3 separate regions of the Rattus norvegicus genome follow, and regions 1 and 3 are each linked to region 2. The links are chromatin contacts, called in public Hi-C maps. All regions are on one chromosome and are shown on one strand. The core of a region is the stretch at or near the end of the contact, and the rest is flanking DNA. Distances in the headings are between cores, read along the strand shown.

Region 1 (2,724 bases), core at 66-2,565, 110 kb before region 2:
CTGAAATAGCCACTCACTACTTAAAGGGGTTGTAGATACAGCCATGAATCAGTGTGGCCTGATTTCTCTTTTCAAGTGTGGCTTGACATTCCCTTCTGGATCCCCTTCTGCTTGACCCAGACCCAAGGTCAACCAGACTATAATTCCATGTAATCCCCCAGGATGGTAGTTTTCATTTCTCATCTTCAATGTCAGGTCTTCCCTGCAGCCATGGACGAGGAAGGACAGAGAGATGCTGGCAGAGTAGGAATATGGAAGTTAGGCTGTTCTTCCTCCCATTCCCATGCTCCCAGAAATAAGACTCAGACTCAAAATATATTTACAATACCTTTGCCATATAGCTAGGCTCTTCTCTAACTTGGTCCTAACTTAAAGTAACCCACTTAGGCTAATCTACATTTTGCCACATGGCTGGTTGCCTGTGCTCAGGCACCAGGTATCTGTCTTGCCATATCTTCCTCAGTGAATCTCCCACCTGGCACTATCCCAGAATCCTTTCTGCCTCCCAGATGTCCCACCTCCTATATCCTGCCTAAACTATAGGTCATCGAATTTATTACTGACAGGTGCCACATCCACACAGACATAAGGTATTTTCTCTACATAGGGATTAATTAGAAGTCAGGGGATGGGGTCGGGAGTTTACCATTCTCATAGGGTTTCTCCTTCCTCAGGATTTAGTTTCTATATGTGCACTGTTTAGGCAGGCACAGTCAGCTGACCATGGAAGCAGAGACAACAGAAGAGACCATTGTCCAGTCCAAGACTGGAGGCTGGATGCCACTGACTTCTGCTTCTAACCATGGAACAGAAATACACAGTGTCCTTGAGGCAGAAAGAGAAAGGCGCTTATCCAGGGACATAGCTGACAGAGAAGAGACATCCACCCCCATACACAGACCGCATCCCATCATGTCTAACATCTGCACACTTGGCCTTTCACAACTCACAAGCCCAACCTTCCCAGGTAACTGGCCCCAGGATAACAGAATGATTTTGATCTGGTGTACCTTCGATAACTTTTCTAAATTTTATTTTCTTAAAAGAAACATTAGAGAGCTGAGCATCTAAGATGGGTTTGGATTCACACCCACTGTCTGTGGAACAGCTTGAGGCTGACAAGATTAGCTCACTGGTACACTCTGGGATCCGTTCAGCCTGAGCTGCTGCCCACACACCAGCCACGCTCACAGAAGCTGCTTTCCCACAAGCAGCAGCCCACTTCATCTCCTCATCTTGGCACGTGGAACTAATGGGTCCTTGATGTCTTACCTGGTCATGAGGACAGTGGCTTCCAGCCTTACCTAGTCCTTATTCCCAGCCTCCAGGACGTGGCCATGGTGATTTCTCAGCCTCTCCAGAGAAGTCCTTAGAGTCATGCTTCTGTCCTCCCTCCTCCCATGTCTAACCACCTGATTTTGCAGGACCCAGCATAGCAATCTGTGCTGCAAGCTTCCTTACCCTCCCTCAGCTCTCTTTCTGCCCCCTCTTTCTGAAATATCCAAGGGGACCAGACAGGGTGGGCCTTAAATAACACACTTCCCTTTGGATCCCAGGGCAGCATCTTCTAAAACCTGTGAATCAGACTGTTCTAGGTCCCTGTGTAGATATACATCCCAAGGTTGGGTTCTCTGGTGCCTGTCCAGAACTGAGAACTCAAAAGACAGACCAGCGGATAGAAATGCTATCCTGCCCACCCCAAGCAAGGCCTGCTGGCTCAGTTACCTGGCCAGACAACAGGCAGTAATTGTTGTCTAATCTCTTCCCAGAGGTTTCAACTACTTCCAAACTGTTGTGGCTAATAAAAACCGAGGAGATTTGTAAGAAATTCCAGGTGCGTCGGAACACTTTGGGGGATTGTGCAGCCTGCAGGCAGATGAAACTTACCTGGAATAAGCATAAGGTAATATGTGTTGGCAAAAGTAACCTGAAGTGGGAGTGTACACCTGCAGGCTCCAAATTGGCTGCTGCCTCCAAGGATGGAGATCAGGGAGTACCTCAGAATGGACGAAGTGGGCAGAGCAGCCAATATACATCCCAGAATAACCAAGGCAAATCAGATCTCATTTCACACAGACCCCATCAGTGGCCCAAGATGAAGCACATGACAGATTCCACAGTGCCACTTGCTACTCTAAGGATGGGGAGGCATCATGGAGTGGCCTCCAGATTTAGTGGTCCCCTGTGAGTCAGAAGCATATGGCCATGATCTCAATGGAGTGAGTAAAAGAATGCGTCTGGCTTTGCTCGTTGGAATCATTGATACCAAGCCCTGTAAACTGCCACATTCCCTCCATCTGCCATCTAACTCCCAGGGCCACATTTAGATAAAGAGCTGACTTCTGAACTACAGCAGCCCTCGACTTCAGTCCATTCCCTACTTTCTGAGAGAAAAAATATTGAAAAGCTGTATTGTGGCATCTTACATGCATGTGCTATGAAAACATTTTAGTTTCCAGGATGGGAAGGACTGTATATCCACCTATACTCATATACATGTACATGTATACATGTGATACACATTCATGCATATCCACCTATAGAAATAAGTGTGTGTATATGTGTGCATATATGTATATGTGTGCATATATGTGTGCATGTGCCTGTTTATATAGGTGACTAAGTGACACTAATGGTGACTCCTATGGCTGTGTCTCCATCTGGCCTAGGTGACAGGTGAGCAACTGCACTGATCTTTCAGAGATAGCAGCCTTATAGGGCAGG
Region 2 (2,892 bases), core at 75-2,574:
TTTAATGGGAAAATAAAAAGAAATGAATCCTGTTCTCCCAACTGCCCAGCAAGCATGTATTCCCAGTCTCTTGTTTTCCCCCCAGTGGCACGTCTCTGGATCTTAAAATGTAGGGCTTTTCTAAGACGAAACTCTGTGTTTAAAGAATGTCTTTTCAAAGACATGAACTACCTTTGTTCCAGTGTTTTTACTACATGCAGATGATCTTGTCAAGTTTTGTCACATGCCCATCATCTTAAATGAATTTTGTTTTCTTTTTATAGGGAATTTGAATTAACTTCACTACCAACCCTTCCTATCCACATGGCTGGAATTTCAACACTGGGCTTCTTTCCATAGCCAAAAAACAAGTAGAAAATAATAGCCAACTGAGAGATCAAACTCACTTCTGCATTACTAAGAAACACTGTGACAACACCCATCCAGCTTCCTGAGACCACAGTGGATGCTTTCTATATTCATCTGCTAGGTATTTTTAAAGCATTGCCTTTGTTTCCACAGGACAAACATAGTTAATTAAAGAAAAAGATTAGTTGGCATGGTTTTAAGATTTGCACATATATTCAAATAGACTTTGAGACACAGTGCCATGACAGCAGAAGCTATCTTTTTATTTTACTTGAAATTACAATGTTGCAATTAAAACTGTTTGCTTCTTCTTAAAAAGCAGAAACTTTGTGCCACTTGCATTATTCCCCTTACACTGTAACACATGGTGCTTGAAGAAGTTACAAATCTTAGCACAAAGTGCCTTTTCCTACCCCTCCCTAGCAAAATGAAGGATCATGGGAAGGGTCACAATTAAACACAACCTAGATGGGGGAGCGGTATTTGTGTTCAGAAAGCAATGTGTTTATATAGATACCAAATACAGAGGTGAACCAGGCCATTTCAACTCTGGCCATTCAAGACTTGCAAAAAAGACTAACCCAAACAAACTATCTTATTTAAGACATATTTCCTAACCAGTCTCATTTATAACTGAAAATCAGCTCTGGCTCAAATATCTTTTTTTTAAATTGATTGAATAACATTGGGAAGGAAAGAGCTGAGACACGCTCCTTGAAAAAATATGGTTAGAAACTCTGTCCTGCTACCTCCTGAGTGCCTGGAAAATGAGAATCTCTGTGTCTTCCAGATGACAGCCACCTTGTTGTGGATCCAAAATAGCTCTCTCAGCCAGAGAGCTGTCTGTCAGTAAGAGTTCTGATGGGTACATATTTGGCATTCAGAAAGAAGGCAAGAAATGGTCTTATGAAAGAAGATTAGCTAGAACTGCCCTCCCTGAAGAGCAAGGGGTAACTGGAAAACAGTGCCTCTCCTAGACCCCACCAAGAGATCAACAGGCATTTCTGGAAATGAGAGATAGTTTTGATAGAGAACAAAGTCAGAAAACGGGATGGTAAGTCCCTACTCCCACCATTAGCTTCCCTAGGCCTTCGAGAGGCCATGATTAGACATAAAATGTACCACACTGGAAGCTTCCCATTCGTTCAAAGAAGCAAATCCATTTACATGCATAGGTTTTGTCTCCCTCTAGTGGCAGGGTGGAGGCCTTTGAAGACGGAGAGAATGTGATTGTATAATGCTTTAGAAATCAGGCTGGGTTTCTATTGGATCTGGCTTTGTACAAAAATGTAGGCTATTCTTTGGGTGTCCTCACATTCTTGGGAAAAAAAAACTCTTCTAATACTCCCTGGGAGGTAGTGCAGTGTGTCCTAACTGTATTCAAGGGGCGGGGTAGAAGGCAGTCTTTCTCCTCTGTAGCCCTATTAAAGATGAAACAACATGGCATTCCCAAGCAATTTTACTGACCAGAAACTCACTCCAGGAGCTAAGAGAGAAGAAAAAGGAAACCCAACTACAGCTAGTATAGAAAACGTGGGGACACAGAAGAGAGATGCCAGTATATCAAGGACCGGAAGGATGAATGGAAGAAATTAGGAGATACATTTTGGAATGTTTGCCTCTGTGTTCCACGCACTTTCATCTTTTTCTTTAGTTATATGAAAGGATTTCTACTACCGCAATCCAGATTACTCATGGGAGGTAGATAAAAAAGTAAAAAAAAAAATAGAAACAGTAAATGACAATTACCTAAAATTATTTTTATATGTATATATGAGAGAGACATGTTTGGGGATTGTTGTGTGTGGGATCTGCAGAAAGCCAAAGATGGTGTCACAGCTTCTGGAGTTGGAGTTACAGAGAGGTGTGACTCCCTGGATATGGGCGCCGGGAAACAAATTTGGGTCCTCTGGAAGAGTTGAGAGTGCTCTTAACCACTGAATTATCTCTCCTGGCCAGTTTACAGGTTATATTTCCAAATGGAGGGACCATATTACATAATACCATAACTTCTTGTAAATAATAATGGAAACAAATCATAAGATGTAGCTGTCTAATCTGTAGGTTAGTGATCGATAACAGAAATGCATCTGTGTGAAATATGGAGAGTACGTATCTTTTCTTTCTCTATAGTTGGGCATCAGTGACTTCCACTGGATTACTTCGCTTGGAAATCTCCAAGGCAACCAAGCATTCACAAGTTTCCACAGAGAATAGGTTCGTTTTCTGGCTCCTTTTTACCTTATACTAGACACATAAGTCAGAAGCCCCAAAGTAATCCCCAACTCTCTATCAGGTCCCTCGATCTCATCTTACACATCTCCCAGAAATAGATGTTTTACTGTACCCTTTACCACTACCCCAATTTGTTATTTCTTTTCTAAAGAACATATCCTCTCCACAGCCCCCATTTGTGAAATACATCCACCACACTGCACTGCTTCAAATATTCTTGAGGTGCCTACTCTGTGCTCTGGAAATACTGTGGTGAATACCAGACAAGGATCCATTGAAATCAAAGATAGCTGTTAGGTACTACATGAA
Region 3 (2,895 bases), core at 326-2,825, 88 kb before region 2:
CTCTCTTTGTTAAAGAGAGTTATGTGCTGTGCAGGATTTATTGGCTATATCTAGAATCTACTTTCTCCAAAGGCAATGTTACAGACACCTCCTCTCCTCTACTATACTGGGGTGTAAAGAGATCTGAAATGGATAAGAAATGGGAGAAATTTAAGACCTAAGAGAGAAGGGAGCCGGAAAGTACAGGACAGGCCGGCTCTGGGAGCAGTTCCACAGCAGAAAGGAGAATCACTTTAAATCAATTTTCCTCTCAGCCCTGCAAAGAACCTGAGTGAGGATCCATTCTGGGTTTGCAAAAAAAGAATGTTCTCTCTCTTTATATAACAGGTTCAGGCCTTTTGGGGAAAATGCCAGCCATGCTACATTCACAGGACGTTGGTTAAGTTTCCCGGATCCCACTCACTCTTTTGGGAAAACGGTGTGGCCCTTGAGATGTGACCATGAACATGATGGTTTGTTTCATGCAGTTCCCAATCTATTAAGGACATCTTAGCAAAACAGCTCATGTTAGTCACACCCCCCCCAAAAAAGATGTAACTCCAATATGATCCTCAGATCTTTCACCTCCCACTCCTTACTGGCCTCACGCAGCCCCGCAGAACGCCCTCTTGTAGTAAGTACACTGTATAGCAGCACCTTCAATCCTGTATTTTTTTTCTTTCTCTGTAGGACCCCTGCCTAGAGGGGCCACTTTCCACTGCTGCTAACATGAATTGGCCACGGTGCTTCCAGATGGAGATTTTCTTGAGTCAGTGCATGGCTAGTTATGTGCCCTTGCCTGCCATCCTGATGTCCTTGTTCACGAGGGCAGCTGATCCACCAGCCTAGCTCCTCCCTTGAATGGAGGTGGAGCAGAGTGCCCACAGAAACCACAGGAGAACGGAAGCTGTGCTGTTAAACCTGCAGAGACACACGGGATGCTCAGCCCACCTTGGCTGGTACATTTCCAAAATGGCCTCCTTCTCTCTACCTTGTTCCATCCCCAACCCAATCTTCAAAGAGATGCAGAATTCTCTCAGAAATAAATCAAGTTTGTCAGAAATCTTTTGGATTTCCAGGCTGAAATTTTAACTCACTAACATGATTCCTGCTTGGGCTTTTGCTCTTTAATCTAACCTTCCTCTGTGTCGCTCGTCCCAATGCTCAATGCTTCAGTAAGGTATCCTACATCCTCATCCCTGGGGTCCCCAGTAAGCCAGATGCTTAGTACTGGGTCTTTCCAGTTGTTGTTGCCATTCACTGGGACAGGCATCATCATTTTAGCTCGCTGGCTCCTCCTTATACGTCTGACTTCAGTTGACATGATCCGATCTAGACACTGATAATTAAGTACCCCTGTTCTTATCGTTAATCAGCATGTTCTATGCATATGCAGCACTTACAGTCTTTAGTCATGCATCTATGCGATGACTCTTTTGTACTTAAGTTCTATCTCCAATGAGGTATAGACCCCATGAAGCTTCGGCCAAGCCTGTTTTCTTCACAGAGGTAAATTTAGCTCCTTGAACAGTGCCTGGCATACACACACTTTGGATGAAGTAATGAACACACACTTCCTTTGACAGAATCGTGATTAAAGCGGTAGCGATGGGAACTCGCACACCCCACATGTCAGAGATGTTCTCAAAGTGGAAAGCATATTTAAGGAGGGACAAATCTGAAATAAAGAGGCTCTAAAAATAGCAGTGAAGCCTATTTCTGGGTAAGACATAAGGCTGGTTCCAGAGTCAATCCAGAATTTGAAGTCACACTCAAAGAGAGGCTAGGCTTCATGTTAAAATCTCACCTAAGAGGAACTTCAAGAGGCACAGTCCTCCTGCTCCTGCCTCTCCATCTCCTCATGACGAAAGACACAGCATCCCAAAGGACTGGGGCCTAATGAGGTCCAGAAATCCTAGAAGAATTTTTAAATTCTTTTTCATTTCACCGACAGGGTTTTAAACTGAGTTAGAGTTCTTGGTAATAAAGCATCAATTCATCATAATTTTTGATGGTTGCTAAGCATAAAAGTCAAATTTTATTAGCAACACATTCCCAGTTGAGAGGGACGAAGCTTCTTTTCTGGACTGGCGTTAGTATTCGCTCGAGTGAGCTGGCTTCAGAAACAACTGTTCCTACTTCCCCTGCTTCAAGATGTAATTGCCAGGAGGACCCACTCACATAAATACATAGGTAGATACATTGGGAAGGCAGATGGCGGTGTTAGAGACACTGCTCCATTCTTCAAACTCTCTCTGAGTTGTATCCCCAGGCTAGCAAGTGGCCTGTCATCACGAGTTATTTTTATTGCCTCAGACCTGATAACTGTTACACCCTCCTTCATATTTTTAAAGCTAAGAATTGAAACTCACCCAACTTGCAAATGGATGTGTTACTCCATTGTTAGGCCACCTTTTCTAATATGTCAAGAGGTACACTAATGTGCCTCCATTAAGACTTTTCAAATGACAGTCCTGGGAGATGCGGCTCAGTGGGACAACACTCACCAAGTATGAACAAAGCCTTGAGTCTGGTCCCCAGTGCACCGTGCATGTGCACACACATACACACACACACGCACACACACACACACACACACACGCATATGTGCATTCATGCATATACACAATACACATGTACACATATACACATTATACAACACACACATACATAACATACATATATATACACAGCACACACACAACAAATAACTCATTTGTATATTTCATTCTAAGGAACATGTTTAATTTATTATATACATAAAAGATTAGAAAAACTAAACTGTTTCCAATATACTATTTTTTATTCAATATTATCAGATGTTCTGAGTACTGTAATGTAACTTTGGGGATCACATGTAGTTCATTCATTAGTGGACAATGCCTGTCAAAGTCTCAAGCCCAAAGCAGTCAGTCA

The links. Hi-C and Micro-C count contacts between places; a contact is called where the count stands out from the background.
Region 1: a Hi-C map of frontal cortex shows a contact between it and region 2, with 2.3 times the contacts expected there. The contact joins two enhancer-like sites.
Region 3: a Hi-C map of frontal cortex shows a contact between it and region 2, with 2.7 times the contacts expected there. The contact joins two enhancer-like sites. A contact is called at or near these places in 3 of 12 Hi-C or Micro-C datasets (the A7r5 cell line, Schwann cells and frontal cortex).

What each region holds. Positions count from the first base shown.
Region 1 is chr2:173,109,971-173,112,694 of GRCr8, forward strand. All of the region lies in intron 1 of LOC103691599 (a long non-coding RNA gene), which reads right to left. Among named protein-coding and RNA genes, the nearest start is that of Fdps-ps3, 18 kb to the left of the region's middle. Within about 2 kb of position 1,316, at least 30 of the 93 cell types and tissues checked have an H3K27ac peak or open chromatin away from gene starts, as enhancers often do.
Region 2 is chr2:173,224,632-173,227,523 of GRCr8, forward strand. No RefSeq gene overlaps it. Among named protein-coding and RNA genes, the nearest start is that of Gatb, 2.5 kb to the right of the region's middle. Within about 2 kb of position 1,325, at least 6 of the 93 cell types and tissues checked have an H3K27ac peak or open chromatin away from gene starts, as enhancers often do.
Region 3 is chr2:173,136,101-173,138,995 of GRCr8, forward strand. The region is part of intron 1 of LOC103691599 (a long non-coding RNA gene); the gene reads right to left. Among named protein-coding and RNA genes, the nearest start is that of Fdps-ps3, 44 kb to the left of the region's middle. Within about 2 kb of position 1,576, at least 8 of the 93 cell types and tissues checked have an H3K27ac peak or open chromatin away from gene starts, as enhancers often do.